Linked DNA regions of Mus musculus: regions 2 and 3 are each linked to region 1. A link is a contact called in public Hi-C and promoter capture Hi-C data. All regions are on one chromosome and are shown on one strand. The core of a region is the stretch at or near the end of the contact, and the rest is flanking DNA. Distances in the headings are between cores, read along the strand shown. Region 1 holds the start of Fam83a (family with sequence similarity 83, member A). Region 2 holds the start of Fbxo32 (F-box protein 32). Region 3 overlaps Zhx2 (zinc fingers and homeoboxes 2).

The links. Promoter capture Hi-C pulls out the DNA fragments that hold promoters and counts their contacts. Hi-C and Micro-C count contacts between places; a contact is called where the count stands out from the background.
Region 2: a contact with region 1 is called in a promoter capture Hi-C map of liver, with 2.0 times the contacts expected there. A contact is called at or near these places in 1 of 39 promoter capture datasets (liver), 4 of 484 Hi-C or Micro-C datasets (CD4 T cells, CD8 T cells, granulocyte-monocyte progenitors and 1 more) and 2 of 130 datasets of targeted methods (pancreatic cancer cells and thymic regulatory T cells).
Region 3: a Hi-C map of nephron progenitors shows a contact between it and region 1, with 2.4 times the contacts expected there. A contact is called at or near these places in 1 of 484 Hi-C or Micro-C datasets (nephron progenitors), 3 of 130 datasets of targeted methods (the SCID.adh cell line, bone marrow-derived macrophages and embryonic stem cells) and 4 of 9 other capture datasets (adipose tissue, embryonic stem cells, liver and 1 more).

Annotation. Positions count from the first base shown.
Region 1 is chr15:57,983,972-57,988,631 of GRCm38.p6, forward strand. It overlaps Fam83a (family with sequence similarity 83, member A), which reads left to right and starts at 1,932. Exons shown (of 4, transcript NM_173862.2): 1 at 1,932-2,570. The coding sequence starts at 2,091.
Region 2 is chr15:58,212,107-58,216,766 of GRCm38.p6, forward strand. It overlaps Fbxo32 (F-box protein 32), which reads right to left and starts at 2,786. Exons shown (of 9, transcript NM_026346.3): 1 at 2,390-2,786. The coding sequence starts at 2,505.
Region 3 is chr15:57,790,351-57,795,010 of GRCm38.p6, forward strand. All of the region lies in intron 2 of Zhx2 (zinc fingers and homeoboxes 2), which reads left to right. Among named protein-coding and RNA genes, the nearest start is that of Zhx2, 98 kb to the left of the region's middle.

The DNA.
Region 1 (4,660 bases), core at 682-3,181:
GGGAATAGAAGCAGAAAAAGTGGGGCTCACAGAGGAAGTTCATGGACTGTGGAGTACCAGTGCCTGGGCTCGGTCACTTCCTGGCTGCACCACCTTGGGCAAACTACTCAGTCTTTCTGGTCCTCAATTTCCTATTCTTTGTTCTGAGGTCCAGTAACTCATGTAGCCCTCAATATTAGAGAGCTAGTTTGCCTTAGTGTTCCAGGACTGCCAAGTATGGAAGAGATTGCATGGGTCATTCCAGACAGTATCAAGTCGGGGAGGCACAAAATACCCCTTGGCGTGGATAGCAAATCCCATGGGGTGTTCCCTCTGCCTGGGGTCTGTCTCACTGGAAGGGGACTGAGGAAACGTAAAAAAATCAGAGAGTGTTGAGAATGAACCAAGCGGGACCCAGGAATGAGGAAGAGGGAGGAGGCTGTGGGAGAGAGGAGCAGGTCCACTTCCAGGAGCAAGAAGAGAGAGGGCAGAGAGCCAAGGAGGGATTAATGGGTTTGTCCTCGGGGAACAGGGACCAAGGGAGGAGAGAAGCTAGAACAAGGGGAGGCTTGTCTGAGATTGCGAATTGGGTTCCTTCGTAGTCTGTCCTAAGAGGAAAGACGTTCCTTTTTAAATTGCTTTTCTTGTTTTTGAATTGCACTCTGATTTAAACACTGAGACCATCCTGCTGGACCAAGTCACCTGGGCCACTTCTCTACGGTCCTAGAAGTCTAGCTCTGCCTTCCTTCGGAGAGTGGCAATGGCCCAGAGGCATCAGGCTCTTCCCGGGTTCTGGCTCCTTGACAGCACAAGATTGGATTTCCCTGGCACAGGTCCTTAGCAGGCACTGCCAGTGCCAGGCTTCTGTGCCCCGGTGTCATCCCTCCCGCAGTTAGAGCTTCCTGTAACCAACTGCAGCTTTGTTACCACAAGCACTCAGTGGGCTCTCGGGCGGGCCGGCTGCTGGGGTAAACCCGGCATGAGAGGCCCTAGACAGGCTGGCAGGTAGGAACACTGGGCTGTGACTCTCCTATCACACAGTTCTCAGTGAACCGAACCCCCACCCCCATGTGTCCTATCATGTTCATGAACTCCAGATGGTCACTACCTCATCCCACGAGTCAACCTGCCCAAGACAAGCATCTTTTTCCTGTGCCGTTCAACTCCCCATGGCCCTCTCCACTTTTGCTTTCTGGAGTCCTCTTCCAAGATGCCTGCGCTCAGCTCCTCTTCCTAGCCTGTTTCCTGCGGAGCCCAATCGAAGCCAGTCAGGCTTCCAGATGTTCCATCCCACAGCTGTCTGGGACCTGGTCTGAAGAGAAAGCACAGGTTACTTCCTCAGAGGTCACAGAGTTCATTCACAGATGGCACCCCTCCTCCAGCCCCGACATGGATCCTATGGGTTCCCAGGCCACGAAATAGTAGCCTGACTTGCAGCCATACTCCCCAAACGGTCAGCACACTGCCCAGACCTAGGAACTCTGTGCAGACTGAACAAACAGGTCAATAGCAAATACTAGACAGACACTCTTTCACGGGACAGGGAAGGGGTGGGCAAGAAAAAGAGGGGGTTCCTGGGGAAGTTCTCGTTGGCCTTATATGAACCCAACGGAGTTTGAGCCAGGGAGCACAAAGGGGACCTGTGCCCAGTCCTCCTTGCTCCTGTCTATCCCTTGGGCTGGTTCTGTGGGGCTGGAGGAGTAGCTCCTCACTGTAACAAAGGCCGGAGGGTTCCAGGCCCTCAGTGTTGTGCAACCAAGTGGGAAAGCCGGCTCAGCCTGAGGCTGAAGCGGAGGAAATATCCCATGGTTGACTGTGCCAAGGCAATGACTGATCCAGCCCTCTGACTTGTGGGCAGGGTGGTGGCTCTCGGAGATAAGCCAATCCCTGGGCTGCAGGTGAGGATCCCCAAGAAGCATTGTTGGGGCAGTGAGAACCATTTCTCCAAGTAGGCAAGAGGGGAGGAAGGAACTCGGCAAGCCAGTATGGGAAGCCCATAGCTTCCTAGGAATACTGGGAGCCCTATTCCTCCCTGGTGTCGTCCGCATTCTTCCTACGTCTGGAAGAGCTCCGCGGTTGGCCACCCCTCCACGACTGAGCAACACAGCAGCATGAGTCGGTCAAGGCATGTGGGCAAGATCCGGAAACGTCTGGAAGATGTCAAGAACCAGTGGACCCGGCCAGCCAGAGCTGACTTCAGTGATAATGAGAGCGCCCGGCTGGCCACAGATGCCCTCTTGGATGGCGGTCCAGAGGCTTACTGGCGCGCCCTCAGTCAGGAAGGAGAGGTAGACTTCCTGTCCTCAGCGGAGGCCCAGTACATCCAGGCCCAGGCCAAGGAGCCCCCTGATGCCCCCGATTCTGCCGGAGGGGCTGAGTCAGGACCCAGAGGACTGGACTCCTGCTCTTTACAATCAGGTACCTACTTCCCTGTGGCTTCGGAAGGCAGTGAGCCAGCTCTGCTGCACACCTGGACTTTGGCTGAGAAGCCCTACCTGAAGGAAAAGTCCAGTGCCACCATCTACTTCCAAATGGACAAACACAACAACATCAGAGATTTGGTCCGCCGCTGCATCTCCCGGGCCAGCCAGGTACCCACGCAGAGCTGAGGTCTGCCTAGTGCTGTGCGGGATGGAGCGGGGATTAGATAGAGCTAGGGGCTTGCATGCTGTTTTCACAGGCTTGCCCAGGAGCACAGACCCTTGATCCCTATACAACCTGGGTCCTGCGCCACTAGCACCTATCCCTGGCACTATAGTCTCTCGTGTGGGAAGGATAAATCCCTTCCTTGGCTCCCCAACTCCTTTTTCCTACTGCTTGCCACTCACCCCCGAGTCCCCTGCATATTCTCAAGCCTCTGGCCTCTGGCTTCAGGACTTTGGAGACTCTGTCTGTCCCTGAACCATCCCTGCTTTTCACTCCGGTTCGTGCTCTTTTTTCGTTAGTGCTTCCAGATGAATGGGCGAGGGGACTTCACTAGGACATATCCTTGTCCTTTTGTCCTCTCAGCCTCTATTTAGATCTAGTTGCCCACAGGTCACCCTGTAGCCCCTGTATCAGGCAGCTCTATCGAAGCAGAAAGTGAGGCAGGGAGAGGGTCAGAGAAAATTCCCCTCTCCCCGGACAGCCCATGTTTTACTTAGACTCTGGAAAGTCCTTCTGAACAGGGCCTCAGCTGACAGGACCTCAGGCATTGGGGCCAATGGGGCAGGAGTTCCCAGTGCCTCTGCATGTCTGCAGTGGTTGCCAGTGTCAACTGGGGGCTGGGTAGAGAGGGTTACTCTCTGCTATCTCTTTTTTTCCCAAGTACACAGGGTTGTGGGTACCCATCCCTCTTTCCTGAAACTGCAGAGGGGCAAGGGAGAGAAAGTGAACTCCAAGGAGGAGAGAAATCTGTCATCCACGGTTGGGGGTGTGGCTCTGTGGTAGAGGGCCTGTTTAGCATAGATGCCCCAAGTTCAATCCCCAGTATGGGAGGGAGGGTCATCATAAAGACATCTCTCTCTCTCTCTCTCTCTCTCTCTCTCTCTCTCTCTCTGTGTGTGTGTGTGTGTGTGTGTGTGTGTGTGTCTGTGTATGTGTCTGTGTGTGTGTCTGTGTGTGTGTGTGTGTTGGTCTCTGTCTCAAAGTACACATTGATTTTTGTGTTCACTCCTGGCTATGGTCCTGGGCTCATGACTGGATCCCCTCCCAGGGTCACAACATTGTATGCAATTCTAAAGTTTTTGGGAAAGCCACCAAGAGGACTGTGGGGAAGCAGAGTTCTGGAAATTTAAGTAGAAGGTGGCATTGGGTGGAGCTACTGTGTGGCAGGGCTGCTTGGGAACTGGTACTTCATGACATGATGGCCCAGAAGGGCCCAGGCAGACTGTCAGGAGGGCTACCCTGTGACATCTCAGGCAAGTGCCTTGACCTCCTGGGGCACAGCCGCCATGATGAACTGAGATTCCTTTTGGTCTATTGCTAAGTGTACTAGCTCTGCTCTCTTGAGGATGGGGCCAGTGCACAGGGATTCCTTGGCTACAGCCCAGACTCCAAGGCCAGTGCAACACCCTGGAAAGTAGCCAAGGTTAGCTGGGAAGTCCAGCTTCCTGTCTGAGTCTCCCTGCTTCCATCTCCCCACGTGGCAGGGTATCCCCACCCAAGCCCCACTGATGTCCTTTGTATGACACAACATTTGATTTTAGGACACTTGAAAATCAGAAGGTTTCACCTAAAAGTGTGGACTTCTGGGTCCACTTAGCAGGTAGGAAGATCTGTGTCCTCTGGAGCAAGTTTTAGTTACCTCTTTGACTGGGTTGCTTCTGCCACAGTTCCCTAAATCTCCCTGTTGGCCTGAGCCTACTGAAGCTTCACCCATTTTTATTGCCTACTAGACACCTGCAGGCTGACTTTGTTATATCCTTCAGACACGCAAAGCTTGTATGAGTGTACATGCCAATAACACACACAGAGAGAAAGACAGAGACAAAGACAGAGAGACAGGCAGGCAGGCAAATGGAGACAGGCAAGCAGACAGAGACAGAGACAGAGAGGCAGGCAGGCAGGCAAATGGAGACAGGCAAGCAGACAGAGACAGAGACAGAGACAGAGACAGAGAGGCAGGCAGGCAGGCAAATGGAGACAGGCAAGCAGACAGAGACAGAGACAGAGACAGAGACAGAAACAGACAGAGCAGGCA
Region 2 (4,660 bases), core at 1,536-4,035, 230 kb after region 1:
GAGAGAGTATGCCTTTATTCTTTACTCTTGCTGGGCAACTTTCAGGATTGTCCGTGGAATTAGAGAAGCCTCAATAGTTCAGTTTACAGTTCACCCACCCTCTTTTATAAAGGACCTGCCTTCTGTTTTCTTAGAACAAGAGAGGGCATTCAAGCTCACCTGTGCAGCCAGGCACTGGGCCCAAACCTTACATCACAGGAAAACCAAGACGGAAAACAGCGAGATACCCGAGATCACAAACCCAGACTCAGAAGGCCACTGCTTTTAAGAAGTTGGCAGACTCTTCTGCTGTGGAAGGAGGGGATTGTTTATGGTTGCTGGGGGAAAAAAATACCCTGCAAACAGTCAGCTGCTCTGCTGAGAGGCAGATGACCAAACCATTCCTCAACTGTGACTCAGCAAAGGACCACAGGTGGCCAGTGTATTGATCACTGCTGAGACCATGATGACTGAGAGTGACTGCTTCAGCTCCCAGGTGTGACCCACAAGAAAAGAAAGCGGATCAGGAAGGGACAAAAGGACAGGGTTTTGTTTTGTTTTCTGTATAGCCCTGGCTGTCCCAAAACTCAACTCTGTAGACCAGTCCTAGGCCTCAGACTCAGAGATCCAGCTGCCTCTGTCTCCCAAGTACTGGGATTAAAGGCGTGCGCCACCACCGGGCCTCAGAGGCAGATTTAACTTCTTCAGATATTTTGGAATAGGGAGAGTGAGGTGTCCTATTTCTGTCTCATGGAGCAAGGATGGAGTGAGCATCCAGATGAGATGGGGTCTCTCCAGTTTAGTTCCCAGCCTGCTGAAACACAGCGGGCTGTTATCCTATTTTACTAGGGGAAGTCAAGATAATGCAGTGGGCTGGACCCCTGCTGCGTCATCCTGGAAAGAAGCTAAGCTTTTTATACAGAAACAAAGAGCTGGGATGTTAGATTCAGGCTCCGAAGATGGATGGTTCCAAGGAGGAGAACGCTTCTGGTGCACCCCCTTCTCACTTAGTTGAGGAAAAAGTATTAGGTATAACCGTTAACTTCATTCGCTGGGAAACAGTCAGGTGACAATGGTTGGTAATTTATCTGATTTTCTGTGAGTAAGAGTTCTTTAGAGTGTTCTAAACTCCCCTGGGACTTGCAAAAAAAAAAAAAGGACCTAACACAAGGCTAATATATTTGATTCTCCTGGAAGGCCCTAAGTTCAGGGAACTGTTTCACCTCATTAGGAGACAAAGGGAATTCAAGCATTACAAATCACAAACAAATGGGAGGCCCTGGAGGTCCCACTGGTTTCTTGATAATTAATTACCAAACCTTTATTCAAGCAACCATTGGCAAATCTCACTCAGCGTCACCTGGCACACTCACAAAAGTCTCTGTTGAAGTCAGCTTAGGGATGCAGGTTGTGTGTGTGTGTGTGTGTGTGTGTGTGTGTGTGTTAATCAAAGGACAGTGGGAGGAGAGAGCACCGAAAGGTGACTTCAACTGCACCAGCGCCTCCAAACAAACTTCTGTCGGTTCCTCAGGTGTCTCAGGGAGTCAGCTGTCCAGGCTGGGGATTGATTCTTGACCTGATACTCTATGAGTGGGCACTTGTTCTGACCTCAGATTTCACTAGACAGCGGAGCTCAGGTGAAACTTCAAGTCTGGGTGGTCTTTCTGCAGCGGGCAGGCACCACTAAGGATGGGAGTGTGCTCACGGTATAAAGACCGAAAGGGCCACGGAGGAAACAGGTGCAAGTGTCTGGTCCTTCCTGAAGCAGAGCACTGTTCTTGCATTTCTTCCCTGCCTCCCTCCGCAGCCCCTAAGCGTTACCACAACGACCCACTCCGCAAGCTGTCCCGGGGCCCATCGGCTGCCCCTCCCAGTCACTTTTTTTTTTTCTCGGCCCACTCAGCCGTCGACTGCGCGTGGGAAGAGCCTTCAAGCACTCATGGCAGGGCCCGTCATCCGGCTTGTGACTACTACCGCTCTTGTACTCTTGGGGTCCTGTCATAGGACAGTGAAAGGCAAACAGCCAAGTCGCTAGCACCCACTTAAAACAGTGACTGCAATTGCGGGATCTAAAGGAAGAGTCCATGAGTTGTGCGCCTGTGTTCAAGTGTTTAGGGACATAATCCCCTATTGCCAGATTGAGGGATCCTGGGTTCTGTATGGGATCTTTTCTGCTGGGAGACACTGTCCTTGATCAGGAGGAGACACTAAATTACCCATCTCTCGGGTTCTGGCGACCTTTACCGAAATCCCGGCACCTCACTCCTGTCCCTTCAGTCGGAAGCCCCCTCTTTATTCTGGCCCAGACCTGCTTGCCCTCCTTCACCTGCCCCTGAGGTGTGCACTTCCCCCTCGTCCCCGACCAGCTAAAATCAGTTTTGTGGGGCTGGAAGTCGGCGAATGTCCTCACCTGCTGAGGTCGCTCACGAAGCTGCCGCTTTTCTCATCCAAGAAGCGCTTCCAGCCGTCCGCCGTCTTCACCCAGCTCTGGCCCGGGGACCGCCAGTCCTGCCCAAGGAACGGCATGGTACAGAGCGCGGACGCGACCGACGGACGGGACGGATTGACAGCCAGGAACCGGCCTGGCTTGCCCAGGGTATGCGGCGCGTTGGGAAGATGCTGGGGAACGACGCAGGCGGCGACCGGGACAAGAGTGGGTCAACTAGTGTGGAGGGCTGCGGATCCTGGGTGGGCGCGGGGATCCTTGCACTCACAGGGGCGCAGGCGTTGGGGAAGGTCGCCTCCTGACTCTGGGAATGCTGAGCGGCTGCCCGAGCGCAGTATTTATCCCGGGCCGCTGCCCCGTCTCTTTGTTGCCGGAAGAGCCGCCTGCTCTTAGCCCGCCCCCCCCCCCCCGCGCCCCGAGGCCACGTGGCTTTGTTTATAGGCTCGCCTTGTTTTCCGAGGCGCCCGCGGCTCTCGCTCTGCTCGCAGTTGCACAACCTTGCGTCCGTGGAAACTTGAAGCCGCATGGCCAGGCCAGATGTCCCGCTGACCCTCGGTGCCCTGGCACCTCTGCACCTCCCCTACTCCCCCATCAGGCGTAGCTGTCGCCACCAAGATCCTGGTCTTGCACTCGGCACTAGGTCCCCTCTACGGGTCCCGGACAAGCAGGGTGTAGCAAGGAAGCCTAGAGAGTTGGGAACTGTCAGTCCCAGAGGGTCTGGAAGCTGCGGGACCGATCTTTGCAGGCAGATCAGCCTTGGGGGAGGCCAGAACGTCTGGGGACGGGTAGGGGTGCATTCTTTGAACCTCTCTTACTGCCAGTACCGACTCCAGGCGCCAGGGTGTGCTAAGTGAAAGAGGGGACCCAGTGCGGTAGGGGCGGGGAGGGACTACCCCCACTCCTTCCGCCTTAAAGCTGTCATTTGATGCGTTTGCTGTCAAGCTCGACTACCCCAGTGGCAAAGGAAGGGGAAAGAAGAGGCCCCCGCAGCGTCCGGACCCCATGGCGTTGAAGTGAAGAGCTGAGACAGTCTTGGGTCCCACTCTGAGGGACTCTGGGCAAGCAGCGCTGGCGTCGAGGCGCCTGGCTCAGAACAAAGCCTCCAGGGTCGTGGAGTCAGGAAGGAGTCTCAGGCTACACTCGCTGCTCCAGTGCCCCAGGGTTGGGCTTTTTTGGCTGTGGAACCACAGGAACCCTTCTTTCTCTTCCTTTACGCAGAGTTCAATTCCTGGTGTTCTCTGATTTCTAGCTATAAAGTCCTCCTGGGTTTCACGGCCGCTTCAGAAAGGGAAGAGAGTCTGTTAAGAGCTTATCTCTCCTAACACGAGGGGGTGGCCAGTCTGTTTTTCAGGTGAAAGGCTGTGGGGTCCTCAGAGAGGGTTAAGTCCGTGATTACCTAGGGTCTTATGCTACTTCTCAACTCAGAGCGATCCTCCCTGTTATGCAGAACATAACTCCCTTTTAGTCTAGAGACATCTCAGCCCAGTGCCTTACCACCAGGCACAGAATTGGCCATTCATAACCATCCCATCTTCCTCCATCCTCTGAGAGAGTGTGCATTTGTGTGCCCGCGGTGGGCAGAGGTCAATGTCAGGTGTCTTCCTTGCTCACGTTTGTCCCTATTTATCTTTGGGTCAGACTCACTGAGCCTGGAGCTCTCTATTGTCTGTACTGGCAGGCCGATGAACCTCTGATTCTTTGGATTTTGTCTCCCAGCACCAGGATAAAGATATAGGTGCTTTAATGGGTTGGTTTGTTTGTTTGTTTGCATGGGTGCTGGGGGTCTGAGCTCAGGTCCTCAAGACTGTTCATCAAGCACTGTGTCCATGGAGACACTGTTAATCGTGATTTGCACGGGGAGGGGGTGGGCAATTCTACCACGTTGAGGCAAATTTGAAGCAAGCTTTAATTAAATACTGACCAGGATAAATTTTGGTCAGGACCACTCTCTGGAATTCCCAGCGTGGCGGCCCCTAGACATGTTTTACAGAGGCTTTGAAGGCCATTGTATTTTCCCAGGTGGCTTTGATATTTTCCAAGGACTACAACTCCCAGCATTCTAAGGAATTACCTAGTCCTTGTTCTTTGGCCGGTGGGGCTTGCAGGTTAATTTTTGGGTCTTATGATATCTCTCTACCAAATCAACTCACCAGTCTCTCCATAGGCAATTCTTGTGTGAATAAGTGACTACTGCTTTAGGGTGACTTCTGGCCTCCCATCATTACTAGTCAGACC
Region 3 (4,660 bases), core at 1,556-4,055, 190 kb before region 1:
CTTCTGGCCATGAACGCTCCTTTCCTTCTCTCCCCTATGACCTGTGCTGCTCTCTGGAAATGAGTGCTCATAAAGCCCAGTTTAATTGTTGAGTGGTGCCTCCTCTTTCAAACGACTGGTCCATGCCCAGTGGGAACAGTCTGGACAGCTGAGGTCTCTCCCCTTTAGCACTGTGGGCTCGCTGATACTTTATTACATGCATTATTACCGCATCGATTGTGGGAATGGCAGCGACATCCCTGGCCTTTTCTGACTAGATGCTAATAGCACATACTCAGCCCCGCCTTGAGACAACCAAACATGTCTCCAGACACTGTGGCATGTCCCTGAAGGGGCAAAACTACCCACTACTGAGAACCTCTGGGCTAGGCTGATGACGTCAGCCCCCTTTGATAAGGCTTTCCCATCATGCCTGTCGATGAAATGGGATCTGTTCCTGTCCCACGGCTGATGCTAACTGACCAGAAACTCGGGCCAGAGGTGAGAAGTGTGCTACACTAGAATTTATTCATGGCTCTCAGGGTAGCTAACCTGGCCTACATAGCAGAGAACAATAAGAGGCCCTGTGTCAAACAAGGTGAACAGCAAAGACTGACAAACAAGCAAACCAGAGCTGCACTCTGATTTTCACATGCACACTGTGAAACACTCTGCTTCCCTCCTCCCTCTCTCTCTCTCTCCCCCCCCCACTCTCTCTCTCTCTCTCTCTCTCACACACACAAACACACACACACACACACAAACACAAACACTCTTTTTTTAAAGCAAAATAGGAGTAAAATGTTAGCTGTGTCCAAGTGAAGGATCCAGCAACATAGAAGAATTTTAGACAGTTCCATTTTGTTCCAGATGCTCCAGAGAAAACCGTGACCTAGACTTTGCTCCATCAGCAAAAGCTGAATGAAGGAGGAAGCCAATCTTACACCTTCAGTGGGCTGTAGCAAGCCCCCACCCTTCCCCTTCATTCATTTGACACCCTTCCTTCTGACACCAGTGTGGTGTCAGAGAGTAAGATAAAGGTAGAGAGTGGAATCTCTCACTACCTCCTGGAAGGCTATACCTATTGGCTGAGTGGAAACAAAAACTTGACATGCACAGTGGCTCCAGACAGGGGGTTATCCATGGAAACCACTGCACTACTCACCCCTTCCAAGTAACAAGGAGGCTGCCCATTGAGAGTCCATGAGGACCACATAAGGACCCTGAGCTTCACTTGGAAGCACTGAGTTGGCCACACTCCGTTCTCCTGATAGAAGAGTGTCAAAGAAAGCAAGCTGAATCGAAGGTTTGAGTAAGATCCCATACCTCATAATGAGGTTTTAATTTCAACATAATCCATCAGGAATATCCCACAGTGAGTTATGAAGAGACAAGAAAGGCAACATTAGAATAACAGAAGAGTAAGAACTGACAGTGGTTACGAAGTGGCCATTATAAAAACACTTCAGTGAGAAATTATAAACATACATCCCAGATGTGAGCAGATGCAAAATCTCATCGAATGTATGGATAATAGAAAAATTCCTGAGGACATTTTAGAACTGAAAAAATAAAACAAACAAACTTCACCAGCTGAGCTCATCACCCAAACAGAGGGGCCAGACAAAAACGACCACGCCCTTCAAAATGCATATAGAAAGGCTAGAACCTAAGAAGACAGACTGCAGAGACTTACACAGAGCCTTGGGGACCTGTGGGGCCATCACAGAAGGTGTGACAATCCTGTCGTCATAGTCCCAGACAGGAGAGAGATGATAGAGCTAAAAACCACTCAAGCTACCATAGTTCCCCTTTACCTGCCAGGACAAGTTCCGAGATCCCTTGTGCACTTGAAATTGTGGATAATTTCAAACCATGTATACCAATGGTGAAATACTATGACACCAGCCTGATAACTCAAATGAGACCACTATACGACTAATGGGCAGGTAGCAGATAGAGAGACACACCCCTTGAAAAAGTTAAGCAGGCAGATCTCTATAGAAGTCGACCAGCCAGCATTAGATCAGGGCTCTCCCACTGCTTTGTTTGGATGCTCTCAGCTCTCTGTAGTCAGAGTGGGCCCTCTCAGCTAGAAATCAGAGGCATGCCCCATGGTATGCCCTGAAGACTGAACAAGATTGGAGATCTCCACAGTGTGGGTCATACGTACTGTATCAGAAGGGATAGTGGTGGCCACTTAGGCAGGGGAGAGCCCAGCTCCAAGCCTGGGACAGCATTCCAAACATGGGCAGGTCATTTTGATTTGTTTATCTCAGCCAACCTGATTTTAATGCCTCCTGGTGCATTTCTGTATGATCCCCAGATGGTTTAAGGTTTTGCCTTGGATGTCATAATAGGACTGAAGGACAGACAGCAGAAGATGGAAGAGCTGTCCATATCCTTGCCTGGCCTATGGTTGTAAATCAGTTCAGAGGCCCACAAGTTCTGTGTGTGTGCTAGTCAGCTTTCTGTCGCTGTGACAAAATGCCTGAGGAAATCGACTTTAAAAGACAAAAAAACGTTTGGCTTCTGAATTCCTTGGTTCCAGGCCATGGTCCCTGGGGTCAGATGTTTATGCGCCATGGAAGGGCTGGGTGGGTATCCTGCTGAGGAATGTGGTGGAAGAGAGCTAATCACCTCTCAGAGGGGGAACGGTGTCAGTGAACTAACTTCTTCCAACCAGCCTCCCACCTCCTAAAGACTGCACCGCCTCCCAACAGCTTCACAGACTGGTCACAAAGACTAACACTCAGCCTTTGAGAGACATTTCCCAGCCAGGAGGACACAAAGCAAGCAGCTGGGGACGAACACAAAGGGGGCAGGGAAACCTGAGGAAACACTTCCGCATAAACGCATAAACCGGAAGAGCTGCTTGAGAGGGAAGCCCTGGCTCCTGTTGACTTCCTTTCAGTTTGGCCTGACGCTGCTGCAATGAATGTTTACCCACCCCCACCCCGCACCCTCACTGCACCCAGGAATCAGAGACTGAGGCTCCAGAATTAATTGTTAAGAGCACTCTGCTCTGAAGCCTGGCTCACACCTTCCAAAACTGAAGGTTGTTCCCGAGTGCACTTGGCTCTACCCCAAGTGTACTCCCCAGGCCTCCCTGAACTCCTGTGGGCAGCTGGGAACTTGCCTGGCCTGGTGGGGCTGAAAGACGAATTGCTGTCTCAAGTTTCCTGTATGGCTTCCTCCCTTCCATGGCTCACTTGGTTCTAACTTGCTCTATCATTGAAAACTTCTTCTTCTGGGTTCCAGAAATCTGTGGCACTGAGCCAACAAGGGGCTTAGAACTTACCTTTGTGGAGGCTTAAAATTTGAGCTCTGTAACCAAAGGGTCTAAATTTAGTTGAAAGCAACTAACATTAAAAGGGGGAGGGGCAACTTTGTGAATACTCATTACTGTTTACAGATTTGTATACTTGGGAGTTTCTGAAAATAATTTTAATATCATCATACTCAGTCACCTCCTGCCCCCTCTTTCTCTTGTCCCACTTACCCCAACCTGATTTTCCACCTGGTCCCCTCTTACCCAAGGCAGAAGCCTGGGAGGTACCCACATGGTGTATTCTTACCTCCCACACCCTCCACTGTCTCTCTCTAATATAAGCCATCACATAAATCTTGCCTCGGCTGGGAGTTTTTCATTTCTTCCTCCCATATATCTTCCTCCTGGGGTCAGGGAGATCTTTAAAGACATAGGCTCTCTCTTGCCTAAGTCCTTCTAATCTCCCTAGGAACACCCCCACTTGTACCACTTATATACCCTATAAGCATCTGTCTTCCCACTTTGGCAAAGCCCCCTTTGCGATCTGATAGCTTCTGTCCTTGTCTGCCATGCAGAGCACCTCTTCTGGGCTCCTCAAAACCCAGTCCTTTCTCACACACAGTAGGGAGAAGCAGTCCCCAGTGAAAGCCACACTGCTCTCATTGGTCATTATTCAGAGCTCTGTCCTGGGCGTTCCATGGGATCTTCAGTTCCAGCACAATTCCCAAAGGATGTCTCCATGTTATCCTGGTTTTACAGATGAAGGTTGGTTTACAGCAGGGGTTGAGAGTTCAGTGAGCTGCCTCAAAACACATAGGGCATATTATAGGATTGGTGTAAGAACTTCAGTCTCCCTGATGGTTTGTGTGTCCATCAGTTCAGCATTCTACTGAGTGCCTTGGGTGGTGCCTGTGTGGACATCATGTGTGTGGAGTCAGACATCTTGACTCCTCGGGCATCAATACCATACACTCCATTCATCAAAAATGATCTAATGAGCAACTTTCAATATACACAGAGCTGTGTGGCCACTACCCAATTTTAGAAGGTTCTTATCACTCCAGAAAGAAACTCCTGTCATTATAACTTGATTCCTTCCATACTTGCTGCCTCAGCCCAGCTCCTGAAGGCCAATGTGCGCTCTCTCTCTCTCTCTCTCTCTCTCTCTCCACCTTTGTAGACCTGTCCATTCTGGATGTCACAGAAATGGAATCAGACCATATGGAGAGTCTTTCGTGACTGGCTTATTTCACTTGCCACAGCATTCTTGATGTCTCTACACGTTGTTACATGTATCGGTGCTTTGTTCCTTTTGCCAAAGAGCATGGCACTGTGTGTGTAGATAGACCATACACTGGCAGATGCTTTGATTATGGAGAACAGTGCAGCCAAGAACACTACATACACCTG